Linked DNA regions of Sus scrofa: region 2 is linked to region 1. Evidence: chromatin contacts called from public targeted proximity ligation data. All regions are on one chromosome and are shown on one strand. The core of a region is the stretch at or near the end of the contact, and the rest is flanking DNA. Distances in the headings are between cores, read along the strand shown.

Evidence for each region.
Region 2: a contact with region 1 is called in a targeted proximity ligation map of alveolar macrophages. A contact is called at or near these places in 1 of 5 promoter capture datasets (liver) and 1 of 2 datasets of targeted methods (alveolar macrophages).

Annotation. Positions count from the first base shown.
Region 1 is chr5:59,715,697-59,718,221 of Sscrofa11.1, reverse strand. The region is part of intron 1 of LOC110260737 (a long non-coding RNA gene); the gene reads left to right. Among named protein-coding and RNA genes, the nearest start is that of CDKN1B, 19 kb to the left of the region's middle.
Region 2 is chr5:59,981,863-59,984,387 of Sscrofa11.1, reverse strand. All of the region lies in intron 3 of BORCS5 (a long non-coding RNA gene), which reads left to right. Among named protein-coding and RNA genes, the nearest start is that of BORCS5, 90 kb to the left of the region's middle.

The sequences.
Region 1 (2,525 bases), core at 7-2,506:
GAGATTCTCTAGTTCCATCCATGTTGCTGCAAATGGCATGATGTCATCCTTTTTTATGGCTGAGTAGTATTCCATCGTGTATATATACCACATCTTCCGAATCCAATCCTCTGTCGATGGACATTTGGATTGTTTCCATGTCCTGGCTATTGTGAATAGTGCTGCAATGAACATGCGGGTGCATGTGTCTCTTTTAAGTAGAGCTTTGTCCGGATAGATGCCCAAGAGTGGGATTGCAGGGTCATATGGAAGGTCTATGTATAGATTTCTAAGGTATCTCCAAACTGTTCTCCATAGTGGCTGTACCAGTTTACATTCCCACCAACAGTGCAGGAGGGTTCCCTTTTCTCCACAGCCCCTCCAGCACTTGTTATTTGTGGATTTATGAATGATGGCCATTCTGACTTGTCAAAATCCCTAGTCTTACACTGGGATCCTTCAGATAAGGTGTGGGAAAGAAAGTCCAGACTCACACCTTTGAATTTCTTTGCCATGCTGCTCAACATACACAATATAAAACATGTTTTAAGGGAGTTCCCATTGTGGCTCAGCAGGTTAAGAACCTGAGACAGTCTCCATGATGATGCTGGTTCTATCCCTGGCCTTGCTCAGTGGGTTAAGGATCTGGTGTCGTCACAAGCTTCAGCATTGCAGATGTCACTCAGATCCAGCATTGCTGGGGCTGTGGTGGAGGCCAGCAGCTCCAGCTCTGATTGGACCCCTCGCCTGGAAACATCCATATGCCACAGGTGCGGCCGTGTGAAAAAAAAAGAAAAAGGAAGTTTTAAAACTTAGCCCTTAGTAAGTGAAAGGGATGTGAGGTCTTTGGACTGTGAGAGCAGATGCTGATCATAACTGATTGATTTCAGGTTTGGAAGGAGCACCCAGGCAAGTCCTATGCTAACTCCGAGGACCAATTCCCTCTCTCCCCAGCTACCCTGGGGTCAGCTAGTATTGTCTTCATTGTCAGAAGGAACTGGTTGCTTGTGTTTTTTAAGGCCCAGTCCATATTTTGCCCTTGGCGAGTTCAGGTGGTGTGAAGTTTCTAAGCTAAGAACAACTCAGGAGTGAATATGGAAACATTTTCTTCAAAAAACTGAACAGCTGGATTCAATGTTCGCAAATACTCTGGCTAAAGGATTCATTATTTACATATTTGGTTTTGGAAAGAGACTTCAAAAGAGAGGTAGTAAAAACGGACAACCCGCGAGGATTTTTTAATTGAAGATTAGTAAGAGGGCGCCCTCTGCTGGCTAAACCTGTATAGCGATTAAGAGTTGATGTGCTTCCCTTAAGTTTTTACTGGTGTGGGCAAACGGATCGTTCACAGTTTGTTCATCATTTCAGCTAACAACTCAGATTCTTTTGGAACTGGTCTAGGGGACCTGTAATGCCCAGCCCCAATCACAGGTGTTTCTGTTTCAGTCTTTGGTGGTAGTCTTTCATATTTCTCAAACACAATAGCTCTAAGAATCAGCTCCAGCCAAAACCAGCCCCCAAATACCTACTGCATCTTAGCTCCTTTGTTTCCTTTCTATCTTTTGCCCTCCACCTCCCTTCCTCCTCTCTGCCAGCAAAATAAAATACAGCAAATCTTTGCTCAAAAGAAAGAGCTCCTGATGGAAAGTGAGAAGGAGGGAACAAAACCCTTATCTCTAGCGTATCTTCACCTGGCTGGTGAAGCCTGGGCCCCAGGCTTGGGTTAGGTACTCAAGAAGAGCTGTGAATCCCATTAGCATCTAGTGATGGATTCTGGAACAGGCACCGTGGGAATAGACGATTTGGTGAATGGGAGACCTGAGGCTGCAGAACCGAAGCGGTGGTTACATGGGAGGAGAAAGGGGAATGTATCTGTGAGACTTTTTGTTTGTCAACAATAAGTGTCAGGCTCTGGGTGACACCTGGGACATGCTAATTCTGTTTCTTGCTTTTCCTCTCTACAATTTTTTTTTTTTTTTTGGTCTTTTTTGGCTGCACCCTCAGCATATGGAAATTCCCAGACTAGGGGTCAAAAGGGAGTTGCAGCTGCTGGCCTATGCTACAGCCACAGCAATGCGAGATCAGAGCCTGTGACCCACACTGCAGCATGTGGCAATGCTGGATCTTTAACCCACTAAGTGAGGCCAGGGATCGAACTTGCATCCTCATGGAGACTCTGTCCCGTCCTTAACCCACAGAACCACAATGGGAACAACATTTCACCTGCTTTTCTAAGGCCCCCACTCCTCTCTGCTGCACACAGAGAACCCAGGCCCATCAGCATGGCCACGAGGCAGCTTCTCTTGACCAGTCCTGGGTAAACTTTCTTCTACTCACCTTATTTCTTCTGTTTATGCCTTATTAGGGCACTAACAAATCACTTGACTCACAGATTTACCAAAAGACATTTGTAGGCTTTTATTCTTCTCTAAAATGCCTCCTGACCTTGGCATTTCTATGCTGCTTGATAGTGTTGAGTATTTTTCATGGATGCCTTAAGTTTCCATTTGTTAGACATTGCCTTGTACTTATTTGAAATCTCTCCC
Region 2 (2,525 bases), core at 13-2,512, 270 kb before region 1:
CTGTGTTCAGTGGGTCAAGGATCCGGCATGGATCAGTCCCTGGCCCAGGAATTTCCATATGCCATGGGTTCAGCCAAAGAAGAAAGGAAGGGAGGGAAGGAAGAAGGAAGGAAGGAAGGAAGGAAGAGAGCCAGCTAATTTTCCCATACTCCCAGTTTATCACTTTTGTGTGTGTGTGTGTGTGTGTGTGTGTGTGTGTCTTTTTTTGCCTTTTCTTGCCTTTTCTAGGGCCTCACCCGTGGCATAAAGAGGTTCCCAGGCTAGGGGTCTAATCGGAGCTGTAGCCGCCGGCCTGTGCCAGAGCCACAGCAATGCCAGATCTGAGCCATGTCTGTGACCTACACCATAGCTCATGGCAACGCCAGTTCCTTAACCCACTGAGCAAGGCCAGGGAGCGAACCCGCAACCTCATCGTTCCTAGTCGGATTTGTTAACCACTGAGCCATGACGGGAACTCCCCAGTTTATCACTTTTTTAAGAAAAGGGTTTTTCCCAGTATCTTGGATGGACCATGGTAGCAGTGAAGGTGGACGGAGGGACACTGTCAGGGAAGCTGGGCAGTGGACCGTGCTGCCCCCTCCCACTCAGGAGGGCTGCAGGGATGGAGGGCTTTAATGAAAGAAGAAGCAGAATAGGGACTTCTCAAGGCGGCCGAGGGTCTTCTAGGGTGTTTGTGGGCTCAGAACTAGCATCTGTCATAGTCCAGGGAAAGGCTGCAGCTCCAGGGTAGGCTGGAGGAGAGTGGGATTTCTGCCCTCAAGCTTTGATTTTTTTTTTTTTTTACCCTGATCTCTTTTCCTCTTTTGTGGCCTTTCAGTGTCACTCTCTAGCCCTTTTCTGATGGGGGTTGGGGGTGATAATCTGCCTGACTTGTATGTCTTTGGCTTTGGGAACCATTTAAAGGTTTTCGGCTTTTGTTCCTCCCTTCCTGCCTGGACATTATGCCTCTGACGGTAAGAAGGGGCACGGGGAAGCTGAACAAGTCCTAAAATAATCCCTGGGGCCCAGGGATGCCATGCAGATTCCCGAGATCCTCCTATGTCTTCATTCTCTTGAATACCCAGATAAAATGTGTTCCTTCACTGAGACATTCGGATACATTGTTTGAACAAAGGAAACAGGGTCACTTCAAAATGTCCATTATGTGGTAATCAATGCCATTCAGCCTGTGGTGTAATTAATGAAAACACTGGCGACAGTCTGCCCATTGTCTGTCCCTTGCGCAACAGGAAACTGCAGATGAATACGGAACTGGAGAGGGCTTACGTAATTCCAGAAGGACCCAGAAACCCCGCGCAGTTGTGACTGATATCCTCCTCAGTGCAGGTCTGGCCTACTGAGCAGGTTCCTATTCCCAAAGGACAAGGAGGCATTTGCTCAGTGTGACCCTGCCGTTTGATTTTTGACATCAGTTCGTGATAGATTTTTGTTTTCCTTGTGGCCAGGAATGGTGTCTTGAGAAACTTCTAAATCACAGTAGTGACACAGTTGTAATTCGTTTGACAAGGGACAGCTAGCTGTTGAAATGGAAGTGTCTCTGGCCATCTCTTGTTGCTGGCACAGCTGACAGCAGCATGGTTTGGGAGCCCTTCGGCCAGAAGAACTGGAGTTCAGCCCTGGCTCTGGCAGTGCCTGCTGTGTGGACTGACCCACTCGGGGGGTGGCCTTCCTCTGGAAAGTGAGGGGCGTGGGATTGAATGATTTCTGAGGACCCTTGCAGTGCTAAAATTCTGAATTCTGAGCCCCCTCAGTGAAGTCAAGGATTATGAAATGCTTGCACAAGTGAAAGGTCAGAGTACAAAGTGTACAACAAGTCTTTGCCAGTGAAAATGTCATTAAAGTTTATCTGCTACCAAATATTTTATTCCCTTTAGTCTCCTCTTAGGTTATGTTGTATGAATGTTCATGTTATGTCTGGCAAGTTGTTCTTTTTGTTATTAAGAAAATAAATAGTGGGGTTAAATTAGAAACAAAAGTATCCTTTCACTCTGCTGGAAAACTATAAAACTTCCCATTTATATTCATCTGTCAAGGATTTCAGAAAAGTGTTGAACACATTGCTCAAACTGGTATGTATGTAGTTGAAATGGTATTTGAGCTAGTGAGCTCTGTTGAAAAGGTAGATGGAGGAGTTCCATTGTGGCTCAGCGGTTAATGAACCCAACTAGTACCCATGAGGATGCAGGTGGGATCCTTGGCCTTGCTCAGTGGGTTAAGGATCTGGCATTGCCATGAGCTGTGGTGTAGGTTGCAGACTTGGCTTGGATCCTGCCTTGCTGTGGCTATGGTGTAGGCTGGCAGCTGTAGCTCCGATTTGACCTCTAGCCTGGAACCTCCATATATATGCCTTGGGTGTGGCCCAAAAAAGGAAAAAAAAAAAAGATAGATGGAGATTAGGCAAAAAAGCACTATTTTGAATTCTGTCTTCACTGTTAGTATGAGCTGTAGGACCCTGGACACGTTTTAGGATCTCTGACTCCCTGATTCTGCAGCTCCAGTAGGAGAAAGGTATTTTCCCTATAGGA